Linked DNA regions of Mus musculus: all the other regions are linked to region 2. A link is a contact called in public Hi-C and promoter capture Hi-C data. All regions are on one chromosome and are shown on one strand. Each heading gives the region's core, a stretch centred on a gene start, on an enhancer-like site or on the middle of the called end of the contact. The rest is flanking DNA. Distances are from core to core; before and after follow the strand shown. Region 1 holds the start of Trmt11 (tRNA methyltransferase 11). Region 2 holds the start of Tpd52l1 (tumor protein D52-like 1). Region 3 holds the start of Hint3 (histidine triad nucleotide binding protein 3).

The links. Promoter capture Hi-C pulls out the DNA fragments that hold promoters and counts their contacts. A called contact is a pair of places that touch in the nucleus more often than the background predicts.
Region 1: a contact with region 2 is called in a Hi-C map of muscle stem cells, with 2.5 times the contacts expected there. The contact joins the promoter of Trmt11 here to the promoter of Tpd52l1 in region 2. A contact is called at or near these places in 2 of 39 promoter capture datasets (the 3T3-L1 cell line and cranial neural crest) and 1 of 484 Hi-C or Micro-C datasets (muscle stem cells).
Region 3: a contact with region 2 is called in a promoter capture Hi-C map of stem cell-derived epiblast-like cells, with 2.7 times the contacts expected there. The contact joins the promoter of Hint3 here to the promoter of Tpd52l1 in region 2. A contact is called at or near these places in 13 of 39 promoter capture datasets (the 3T3-L1 cell line, cranial neural crest, embryonic stem cells and 5 more), 2 of 484 Hi-C or Micro-C datasets (embryonic fibroblasts and embryonic stem cells) and 6 of 115 datasets of contacts at active chromatin or transcription factors (astrocytes, embryonic hindbrain, embryonic stem cells and 2 more).

What each region holds. Positions count from the first base shown.
Region 1 is chr10:30,598,963-30,603,279 of GRCm38.p6, reverse strand. It overlaps Trmt11 (tRNA methyltransferase 11), which reads left to right and starts at 2,580. Exons shown (of 13, transcript NM_028604.3): 1 at 2,580-2,690. The coding sequence starts at 2,619. It overlaps Gm20300 (predicted gene, 20300), which reads left to right. Exons shown (of 1, transcript NR_045008.1): 1 at 1-85. It also overlaps a transcript of Hint3 not described here.
Region 2 is chr10:31,443,794-31,447,837 of GRCm38.p6, reverse strand. Tpd52l1 (tumor protein D52-like 1) reads left to right here and starts at 1,880. Exons shown (of 8, transcript NM_001359364.1): 1 at 1,880-2,126. The coding sequence starts at 2,108.
Region 3 is chr10:30,616,746-30,620,836 of GRCm38.p6, reverse strand. It overlaps Hint3 (histidine triad nucleotide binding protein 3), which reads left to right and starts at 2,471. Exons shown (of 5, transcript NM_025798.3): 1 at 2,471-2,634. The coding sequence starts at 2,485.

The DNA of each region.
Region 1 (4,317 bases), core at 1,331-3,830, 850 kb after region 2:
CCTTTATGTATTGCTCTCCCCATGCCTTGTAAATGGACACATACACTGGTGATAACAAAAATAAAATATAAAATCCTTAAAAGAACATTTTTAGTGTACACTTTCTTCACTCATAAAGATAAATAATCAAATTACAATTAAAATCTATTTAGCCTTTTTGGTAGTGTCCGGTTAAGTGTTATCTATCCATGAAGGCACTTCAAAGCAAAGCTGATTAGTAATGTGACTTAGTCACTGTTGTATTGCTATGAAGAATACAATGACCAAGGCAACTTTTATTTGTGGGCTTGTGAACAGTTGTAGAGGTTTAGTTATCAGCATGATGGCATGCAGGCAGCTCTGGAGCTGTAGATGAGACATGTATCCTGATCCAAAGGCAGAAAGAGACACTGTCTGTTCTGGGCTTTTGAAAGCTCAAAGCCCACTCTTAGTGACACACTTCCTCCACTCTTCTTCATTAAGGCCACCCCTAGTTTTCCTAATCGTTTTCACACAGTTCCACTCCCTGGTGACTAAGTACTCGGACATATGAGTCTGTGGGTGTCATTCTTGTTCATGATGATACTGTTAAGATATGGTCAGGGGCTGGTGAGATGGCTCAGTGGGTAAGAGCACCCGACTGCTCTTCCGAAGGTCCAGAGTTCAAATCCCAGCAACCACATGGTGGCTCACAACCATCCGTAACGAGATCTGACTCCCTCTTCTGGAGTGTCTGAAGACAGCTACAGTGTACTTACATATAATAAATAAATCTTTAAAAAAAAAAAAAAAAGATATGGTCAGTTATAAAGTCCAGCAATAACTGCATATCTGTGTTAGTTTTCTAGTCAAGTTTCATAAATGCAAATGAAGAGAAATCCTAAACTAGGTGTTGTGCATAGGCCTATAATTTCAACTCTCAGGAGGGGGAGGGGTGAAGAGCTTGACAGTTTTAGGTCAGTCTGGAATATATGAAAACTAGTTTAAACAAAAATTAACTTAATATTTTACTGAATTTTCATTTATGTAGTCGTTTGTAAAAGTGTTCTTACATTTTTGAGTATTATTCTAACAACTAAAATAACTTACCTTTTAATTATCAGAATGATTTTTATTTTGACGGGGGGGGGGGGGGGGGAGGAGGGCGGGGTTCAAGGAGAGGGGCTCGATAGTGTTAAGGATTTGGCTCTTGTGATTATAGTAGTACTTCCTTCAGAGTCAGAACCCAGAAAGGCAGATAGATCCAACAGAAAGTCCTTGTAGCTGGTTTGTAGGTACTACACTAGAGAGTGGGAATGCTGGGAAGTCAACGTCTATCCATCTCCTTGGCCCATCTCACTGCTGGGTAAAGCTTTTCAGGTGTATCCTGTTAGGGTAGGAGTGCCCATAGCCAGGTGAGTGAGTCCTCATCGATTCTCTAGAAGGAAACCCAATAAACTCATTGCTCATTGGAGTGAACTTTGGTGATAATGTGCCTTGTTTTGTTCTTGGGATTTTGGTAGACATGGTTGCTGTTGCTTACATTGTCCTCAGTGAAAGGATTTTTAACAACACTAACAAAGGCAAATCTCTCTTTAAAAAAAAAAAGCAGAAATTCTCATTTAAAACAACAAAAAACATTTCCCAATGCTATTTATTGGTCCCATGCAATAGAGTATACGTTGAAGTTTGAATATTGTAACACCTAGTACTTATAGCTATTATCTGTAGGATGCAATACTCCAGTTCTTAAAAGAATATTGAAGCTCACAGATGTTACAAAATTCGCTGAGAGCATAGGGATAATAAATGGAACTGAGGTTTGGGTAACAAGGGTCACCACTGTCTGTGTGCTGGCTGTCTTGATCACTACCAATAAGCATCAACTATATTTCTGGCACAGGATACTTGTATATGCTGTGCATTACCAAGGTGGAACACAAAACCCAAAAATACAGGCCTCAGCAGTACAAAGGGTTCAGTACTTTGAGCAGAAATGATACTTGTCGAGCTTATGTATAGGTAGCCATGTCTCTTGCAAACTGTTATGGTATTAGGCCCATCTGAGTAATTAGGGTAACTTTCACCAATGTTTTTAATCTACCACTGGCTGTGGATTTACTGTGTGCCTGGAACAACATAGCATAATTACGGAGTGCAAGTCTGAGGAAGGCTTTTGTTTGTTTGTTTGTTTCCATACAGAGCAACCCGAGATGGGTCCTTGACAGCTCTTGAAAAATTTTTGCAAAATCACTAAAAGTACACTCAGTGTTCAAGCAGGTGAGGCTGAATCTCGAACGATTAAGAGTCTACACTTAACAGTGAAGTTTTGGTCCAGTTTTGAGCTGAAGAACAGAGGGAGGAGTCAGAAGAACACTCCAAGTGGAGTATCCCTGGGGAACTGCGCGGGATCACTGCAGCCTGCCTCTTAAAACAATGCATCTCACAAGGGGAGCGTGCTAGGGTAGCCACAGACGGTGGGAACACCAGGATCTCACTCTTGCCCTTAGCGCCCCTTCCTAGAAAGTGCCACCCGCCAGTGTTCCTTGTCGTGCTTCCGTTTCCGGCTCCGGGATGAGGCTCGGCGGAAACTTGGCTCTAGGGAGGAGGAGGAGGGGGCGGGCCCGTGGAGGCCGCGCAGGCGCACGGTAGTAGCTGCAATGGCGCTGCCGGGCTCCTTGAATCGCTATCTCTTGCTCATGGCACAGGAGCATCTGGAGTTCCGCTTACCGGTGAGCCGTCCTGGGTGCTGGGCGCAGAGGCTCGCACTCCTCACGCGCCGGCTGGGGGGGGGGGGGGTCTCTGCGGGCAGCGGCGCGCGCCTGGATTGGGGCGGGGATGAGGCCGCTGGGCGGACCATGTCCCCGGCAGCCTTTCTCCAGGACGGAGCCTTGCCATTCACCCCTCTGCACGTGCTCCTGGCGCCGCAGTTAAGCAGGTGAACCTGACCCGACGCAGAATGGAGACATCCATGGGGGCTCTCGGTGGAGTGTGAGGAGTGTCGATATAGGTTCAGGCATGATGGAAGGCTTGGGGTGGAACTTAATAAAGTTGGGGAGGGGGAAGCTTTTTTATTTACTCAAGTGACATTTTCTACAGCGCCTGAAGTCGCGTGCACCGAACGGCAAGGATGCGCTGACTGACAGCTCTGCCCTTAAAGAGCGTAATGTTTACTTAGGCTCAGGACTAGCGGACGCGAGAGCATAGCCATAACTTTGTGAAGTGCAATGATGGAGGGTTCTTAGTGGGAACCTTTAAAGTATGGGGGCCTTTTAAAAAGGGAATCTTTGTCCATTGATGAATGAAGGATGTTGCCTTTCAAGGTGGGGGTGACATATGAGCTACAGTATTAGTTACCGGGGCCAAGGAAATAAGTCCATTAGAAGTATAAACTGTTGTTCGTTGCTCGTCACCAGCTACGTAGCAGAGTGGTAAAGAGAGAGAAGTAGGCTGATGGACCAGAGAAAACAGACTTGAGGACACTATAGCTTGGAAGAGGAATTAAACAGTTTAAAAGTAAAGAGGCAGAATTAGATTGTTTTTTAATAGAAAGTAAAATGAAGGAAGGACTCGAGAGCAATAAGACTGGAGTTAATAAGAATCTGTTGGAATATTAAATGATTAAGAAACTAATCTAGTGTCAGCAGTAAGAGAACAGGATAGAGTGGCAATGTAGGAGGTGAGAACAAATCTAGATTGTGATAAGCATTTCATTTTTCTGCGTAAGAAAACCTGGAAAGGATGAGATTTCTTCAACTTCATGTTTAAAGAGTGGTGAGACACTGGAACTGGAGAGTTGGCTCACTGGTTACGAACACTGCTCTTCCAGAGGACCTGAATTTGGCGCCCAGCAGCTGTGTCAGGATACTGCCTACAGCCATTGGTAACCCCAGCTCCAGGGGTGCCTACACTTCTGGCCTCCGTTGGCACAAGGCCTCCCTTACTTTTGTGAGTGTACCCACAGGTTTTAAAAAAAAAGTGCTAGGCCAAGTACAGATGCTTGGAAGCTTGGACATTAAAGGAAAACTGGCAGGAGACATGCAACATGTCAGACATAAGGACAGAGGTTTCCTCCTCCTTACGGGGATGAGTAGGAGTGAGTGTATGTGTTTTGTGGCTAAGATGGAGGTTCTGTCCCCACCTCTTACACATCTTTTCATTCTGGGATATCCATGCAATTTATTTTCACCATTCACCCCCAATTCTTGCTAAAACCAAACACCTTCTAGTACAAGAAACAACTTGATGCATACATACCCAAAGAGAACTAGAGGTGGCATTTGTTGCTCACATCTCCCATTGTTTGTGATTTGGAGTAGGAAGTGATGGTATCACTCCCTCCTGATGGCCATGGTCATG
Region 2 (4,044 bases), core at 631-3,130:
CAGCCATATACACAACCACTGCCATACTGTCTCTGCCACCACCTACTGTGACCCCTCATACCTTGAGACAAAATTGGGCTCTTCTCCCCTAAGTTGCTTCATGTCTGGTATCTGACTACAGTGACAGTAAAAAGTAACGGCTATTTACCTAGCTACTTTGTCATCCTTCAAGATTTAGAGGACATGAAACACATTTCCTCACCAGGGTCTGACTTGAGGGGTCTTTGGTGGTGAACGCAGGTTCTGCCTTTGCCTCGCACAGCTCTCAGTGCCTTCACTGCTTCATGAAGGATCTGTTTATCCTTCCTTTTCAATAGGTCATGAACCCCTTGAAAGGGAGAATTGTGCCCTTCACTTATAGCCTTGGAATCTAGCCAAATCCCTGTTGCAAGGAATGAATGTCCAAGTCTTATGATTATTTAAAAAAAAATGGTCAAAATGTTAAAGGGGCAGTAGCTTAAAGTTTTAGCAATCAGAAATGAGCCAGATGAAAGTAGGTGGCCTAAGATGAAAAGTCAGGAGCTATTTTTAGCTTTTAACAGCTGGGAGTCAACTGTTGTGACTTGGTGTTTAATTTCTAGGATTAAGACGACCAGAAAACCTGAATAGACTCTAAAAGTGATTTCATCATCCAGTAGCCACTTTGTACCTGCCTGGTAACTTTCACTAAAAGTCATTATAGGGTAAATGTCATGAAATTGATTACATACCTATGAGATCTTCAACACAAAACTGAGAAAAACAAACAGACAAACCACCCAACCCAAACCACTGGCATGCTCGTGTGCATGCCACAAAACCACCAGTATTCTTTCTTTCAAGGGAAAGGACACCCATTTTTGTATTTTATCCTGTAACTTTGAGAGTAACTTGGGTGTGGTAAAAATACGACTTTTTGATTGATTAATCACTATCTTTCCTGAGTGTAAATCTACTTGAGGCTCTTTGGCAGAAATTACAGGAGATTTAATATAATAAACACCTTCAATCTCACCAGACTCCCCCATCTATTTTATAGAGAAAGAGAATGACACCCTTTCACGCAAAATTGCAAATTATGTAACACCAAGCATAAGAAAATGCTAGACTGTTTCATGAAGTTTGTGAGACGCTGAGGAAAAGGAAGTACGTAGAGACTGGTGGGGGTGACGTGTGAGCGCCCATTCATACTGTTAGCTTTCCAGTTACACCAGCAGACAAGCCTTGACACAGGACTGAAGTTTTAGTCTTCTCTGAAAAGGACTCCTACACCAATCTAGTGACACAGCCTACAGGCTCGGGATAACAAGACACATGTCCTATTAATGTGTCTTAGGCTCCATGTTCCTTTGTCACTTTTCACTCGGATTTGCTTGTAACACCAAACTCAGTTTTTCTTCTGCCTGTTGGAGTAAACAAAAATCTCAAAATATTGCAGCCCCTACCCCCCACGCCAGCACTGCCCAGTTTCGTTTCAAACTAGATTCATGCCCAACACCCTAAGTGCAATATAGTGTGATGAACTTTATAGAAGAAGTATACACATTACATAACCTTAATAAACTGTGTTTTTGTCCGAGCACTGTATGCTCAATGTTAAATGAGCCAATTACATTAAGTAAGGGTTCTATAAATGGGCATATAACAAAGTTATATAATGGTCAGTTGACAAAAAGAATATGGTACTGGGGCGCCCAGGAACCTAACCTGACTGTCTCCACCAGGACCAATGGCTCAGCATTGTACCCCTGCGCTCCCTACCTCCTTCCTGCCAAGGCATTTGTGTCTTGTGGGCTTCTGGGCTATGGTGTTGGTTGTCTGCGCGTTTGTGTGCTGGAGGGGAAGCCTCCCACTGGGTGCGCAGAGCGGCCGGCAGGTGGCGCCCGACCTGGCGTTCTCGGTTGCGCTGTGTAGCCTAGGTGGATTGGAAGGGGCGGAGGTAACCAGCAGCGGCCAGTGGTGGCCGCCGCCAGTACCCCGCCCCCTCCACGAATGCTCGCGACACGCGCGCCGGGAGAGGGCACGGGCGGCGGGGCTAGCTGTCTTCCGAGCTCGGGAATCGCTACCATCTGCTGCTCTGCGAGGAGTCCGCGTGTTCTCCGCGGTGCTCAGCTCCAAACCGGCCACCATGGAGGCGCAGGCACAAGGTGGGTGGTCGCCGGTCGCCCCCGAGGTCTGGTCCTCAGATGTACAGAGAGACTATTTTCCTTCAGTACCTAACTTTACTCCGGGACAGACAGGGACATCCTACGCAGACGGAACTCTGCGCCTACGCGCGCCTTCGGGATCCTTTGCTTGACTCAGATTTTGCGGTGGGGCTGGGGACCAGGGAAGGGCTGAGGACTGAAAACAGAGTAGCGGGTCTGCAGGGATTGTGTCCTTGTCTGCACTATCCCTTCCAGCAGTCAGTGGGCCATACTTCCTCGTCCTGGAAGGTGTTCAAAGGACCTGTTGTTCAGGCTCCGGATGTCTGCGCTGTTCTTCCCGGGGAGGCGTGGGGAGAGCCGGATCTTCTGGACTCCGGCCTTGGGGCTCACCTCTTGCAGTTCACAAATGCGGGCGGGGGTGACGCGGACCCGAGAGGTGGTGGTTTTGTGGAGACTCAGTGTCCCTGCTATTCGAGGGCTGCAGCGTGGGAGGATTGGCCTTCAAAGGCAAGAGAGCTTCACATTTCCCCCCAACCCCCAACCCCGCCCCCGACATCCAGATTGATAACCCTATCCCAGTTTTTCGTGTTCTTAGAAGAGTCGCTTTCCCACCCCACCCCACCTCACCCCCCACCCCAGCCGCACCCAGTGCCTGCCTTAATTGAGGGTTGGTCACCTGCTCTCCGTGCTCAGGGTGTTCGCTGGAGGAATCCAGAGAACTCTAGGATCATTCAAAATAAGAGTAAAGGGATCTTAGAAAGGATCAGAGATTGCCTTTATTATTATTATTATTATTATTATTATTATTATTATTATTATTATTATACCTAAGTTCACTGTAGCTGACTTCAGACACACCAGAAGAAGGTGTCAGATCTCATTATGGATGGTTGTGAGCCACCATGTGGTTGCTGGGATTTGAACTCAGGACCTTCGGAAGAGCAGTCAGTTTAGAGCAGGCCCTTTACCTGCCGAGCCATCTCATCAGCCCAGAGATGGTCTTATGTGGAGTGAGGGACAGGGAGGACGAAAGCTCTCGGAAATTCACTTTGGAAGCAGCACTCAGAAGGAATGGTTTGCATTAATGCCATCATGACCACCTTTCCTCGCACTGAGGAATTTTGTGGTGCCCTTTTAAATACATAATGCTTTTTTTTTTCTTCAAATGAAGTAAAGAGATTCACGACCTCATGCATTCTAAGGGCAAAAGCAGCTCGAATGAGGGCAGTTTGGGCAGTGTATAGGACTAGAGCCACTCAGTTGGTTTGCTGCCAGGATCACAATAGTCTGAACAGCATGAACCGTACTCCTCTTTGGTCGTATCAGCCAAGGTCCCGCCTGGAAGCTGCAGCTTAATAGGAAAGGAGTGTGCAATTAACTAAGCAGTTCCAGACCCTGGAGTTAGGCTCAACCCCAAAACCCAAAATGGTGAACAAGTCCAGATAGATGTGTGGGCAGTGTGCGGGTCAGTGGATGCAGGGTCACTCAAAGAAGCATTAGGAAGGAGTAAGAGGGATTCTGCAAAAACCCTTCTGGACTAAGAAAAGTTCATTGAGGCAGGCCACATGGTCAAACATGCGTTGGGGGTGAGAGGGAGTCTGTGGAGGATGAGGAGACTGCCCAGATCCTGAAGATGAGGAGTGTGTGTGGCTAAACTGATAGAGCAGAGTTCTTTGAGAAAATCTACATGTAACAAAAGCTTACAGATGGCCCTCAGGGGAAGTTCCTGCTGACCTTCAGCAAGCAGAGAGCCTTGGTTGCTGGTCAGATTCGAAAGTCGAGGTCCAGCAGGTGCCTTTGTGTCTGAACTGAAGCAGATACTGACAATACTGGAGTTTTCTGACCTGACTTTCAGACTAGATGCAGTTATTTCTAAGTATTGATAGAGAATTGACACCAGGACCCTTAAAAAGACACC
Region 3 (4,091 bases), core at 1,222-3,721, 830 kb after region 2:
CTATAAGAAAGCAGGCTGAGCAAGCCATGTGGAGCAAGCCAGTAAGCAGCACTTCTCCATGGCCTCTGCATCAGCTCCTGTCTCCAGGTTCCTGTTGGGTTCTTGTCCTGACTTCCTTAGATAATGAACAGTAATGGTGGAAAAAAAAAACCAATAAACCCTTTCTTCCCAAAGTTACTTTGTTCATGGTGACTCATTGCAGCAGTGGTGAGCATAACTAGGAGTGTATTTATATAAAGGAAACCTTTTTGGTCTAAGACATTAAGCGTTTTAGAACTCTTACAACGATAAACAGCCTATACCCATCAGCTCAGTTGATATAGCATCTCAAAGTAACATGCCCAGAACAGGATGCCTGATCTTCCCTGACCATCCCACATCTGTTAGTCCCACAGTTTTTCACCTTGGTAAATGGCAGCTTCAGCCTTCCAGTTATTAGACCAAAAATTCTTATTGTAGTCCTTGACTACTATAGAGTAGCAGAGTTACTGCTGGTACATATATGAACAGGAACAAAAGATAATTTCTGTAGAGACTGCACTCATTGGAGATGAAGGAGTAAAAATAAATATATACCCTAAGTTAAATGCATAGGGTTAACATATATGTAGCATGCTACTATATAATTTTAAGTATGTGGGAAAGGACTTGCAATAGAAAAAAAATAGAGAAAGCTAAAGAGGAAGGAAGGGGCTAGACCACGGTTGCAAGGTTAGTCAGAGTTGGCCTTACTGAGGAAGAAACATTTTGTCAAGGAAGAGAGAACTGAAAAACTTTTGCCCTATAATAACTGTGTGCAAACATCTATCCCAAGACAACACCCATATGGAAGCATACAGACAGGGCCCTAAATGCTTAATTCACAATATCAGGCTCTGGTGTTTGTTATAGCCATCCCCACCTGCCCCCATACAAGGCTCCTGACCCTTACCACTCATAGCCTTTACTAAAAAAGCACTTCTGTTTGTGACTGTGCAACTCTCATAACTCAAAAGTGTTTTCCCGTGGGATCTGAAAATCATTCTTTTATTCATCAGACTGTTGTGAAATGTCTATGGGAACATTTCCACTATGATAGCACCAAGAATAAAGGATGAAACTCCTGTCCTTACCAAAGCCAAAGTCAACTCAAAAGCTTTCAATATCAAACAAGCAGTTATGAAAGGCATCTACAGATCACCCCCCCCCCCACCATGGCCCAAGAGGCAGCCCAAGTACTCAAGTACCTACATGGATAAAGACATACAGCTACTGTGTGTGTGCATGCATACACACACCATAAAAAAGCAGCGTGATATGAAAGTGTAAGAACAGACATGGAACATGATAATATTTAAATGTGTCAAAGTCAAATTTTCTGCTTCTGAGTCCTGCCTCAAACTTGTGATGATCTGAGAAGCTATTGTCATGATTGCACACCATATGGTTAACTACAAAGGGAATTAAATGCAACGTGAATGTGCATGTACTCTTACTTAACTTACGTTACTGTTTCAGATTACAAGATAATTCACTTAAAATCACTACTGAGTTTAAAGTCACACTAAGTGTTATTATGGGTTCTAGAACTAGACATTTATTTGAATTTTATCATTTGGGTAAGTGGTAAGAAAATAAGTCTGAATCTGTCTCTTTCTGTAGACCTGTAATAAAATAATCAACCTTGGGAGTTTTCACAATTAGAGAAACAGAGTATTTGGTGCTCAGCAAATGCCATGTATTGTAAAAAGGTGAGATCACATCATACTTAAGAACTGATACTTTTCCGCGCATGATTGTTCCCAAAGGGTTTCTCTCCCTCTCTTTCCTAAATAGCCGGGAATACAAGAGAAAATTGTTACAATGAATCAGGTGACCTGGCAGGGAATTTCTCAATTACTACCTTTTCTCTCCATATGACATATGTGTGATAGGAGACCCTTTCGATTTACATTGTACTATAAACAAAAGCAAACATGTAGAGACCAATTTGGCCGGGTTTGTTTGTTTGGTTTGGTTTCAGATCCTAAAATTACTGTGGCTGAACAAGTAAGTACACAGGAAACTCGGAAATTTCACTTTGCCAAACAAGGCTCTCTATACGTTTGACTCATCCTCTCATACCCTTAAAAGAATCGAATTTCTATACTCTTTTTCTTTTGTAACGGGAGTGTAATACACTATAGGGACGTGAAAGCAATATCCTTTACACTTTAGATGAATGTTACCAACCCCTGGATAGGTCTTCCCGTCAGAAAACGCCTTTGAGCAGTGGGCTCCTGCGGCTGCGCTGCTTTCGTCATCACGGAGCGCCGGGCTTGCCCTCTGATCGTCGCCCTTTTAGAGGCCGAGCTATCTGGTGTGTCCCATACCCAGAGTCTGGCCCTGCGCGTGCGCAGACTCCGTGTCACTAGGCGGGCCACCCTAGGGCGGCGATTCCAGGTGCATCCGCCCGAGGCGGGCCTTGCGCACCTCAGCTGATCCTGACGTCGCCTTTCGGCCGCCATGGCTGAGAAGCAAGCGGGCTTGGTCGGAGAGCCGGATCCCGAGGGGTCCTCGCCTGGGACCTCGGAGTCCTGGAACTATGACAGCAACTGCGTGTTCTGCCGCGTGGCGGCGGGTCAGGAACCCAAAACTGAACTCTTTCACTGTGAGGTGGGCGGCGACAGGCCGGGTGGGTGGGGACCAGGCATCCAATCCCTGCTCGCAGGCTTCTGTCTCTGCAGACGAACTAAACAGTGACTGACTTCTGTCAGGGACCCAGAGGTCTCCAGTGTTGCCTTTGCTGTTCAGTAGGGAGAGATAGCAGTGATAGAGCCCAGCATTCTCGCCTCCCTCGCATGCATTTGCAACACAGCAGCATCCTGTGTCTTTACTTTTATTTTAGGGAGTCTTCCTCTTCTCTAGATAGTAATTTTAAAATTATGTATTCTTCCAGTATCGTTAGAGAGCGTACAACTTGCTGAAAACAGGTCTTGGACGTGGTGAAGAAGTGTGAATTTGACTGAAATGGGCTGGAATGGGGTTTCAGGACTGGGTCTGAAGTCGAACTGATACTTACAGTTAATAGCTTGTAAGAATCTTCCTTATCTACCGTGAGAGCCTCATGAACTACTCCCCTTTTCGTTACAAGATCTCGACAGGGTTCAAACCTGTGCAGATCAAGTGTAGTTAATCATACTTGCTGCGAGATCGGGAGAGCAACAGTCATGTCATGCCTGGAAATTCCAGAAAACTCTCCCTTTCCCCTGGGTCTAACATTTTTACATCTCATCATCCTTCATAAAGAGTTAATCTTTTGAGAGAGATTTATCATCTTGCATTTAAAATTCTTATTACACATATATTCATTGTAAACACAGGAAATGATTGCACTTATATAAGTTGTTGATATATAATTATACAAATAAGAGCAGAGGAAATTATTTGTTTTGGTATAATCAGGGTTGCCAGCATCATGAAGAATTTGTTTGAGGAATCTTTCCAACAAAAGTCAGAGATGATTCTTTGCCTCACAGATCTCTGTATGGTTTTCTTACTGTATTTTTAGAATTCATTTAAGCAAAGGGCATATCACATATTCTTAGCAGGGGGCTTACCAGTACCAAGGGCAGTGTCTTACTCTTTGTGTATGAGTCTCATGGCATTGATACGAATTATTTTTAAGGGGCTCTTAGAAATAGCTGAGTGGTAGTGGTACATGCCTTTAATTCCAGCACTCAGAAAGGCAGAGGCAGAAAGATCTCTCTGTTGGAGGCCAACCTGGTCAATGCAGTGAATTCAAGGACAGCTAAGGCTATGCAGAGAAATCCCTTGAAAAACAAAACAAAAACAAACAAACAAACAAACCAAACAAAAACAGAAAGAAAGAAAGAAAGAAAGCTAGCTAGCTCTTAGAATCGAAAAATGAAACAATGTTTGAGAACCCACAGAAGTGTTGCTATGCCTGAATTCATACTTAGCAATATTAGCTGATTTAATTGCTCTTTTGCTAATTAAAATTGTTAACACCTTAGATACCATGGCTTTAAGATGCTCTTTCAAATGGACTTGCTTGTTTTAGATATAAGGGGACAGTTACTGGGAAGAAATTATTGTAGCTATATAAAAAT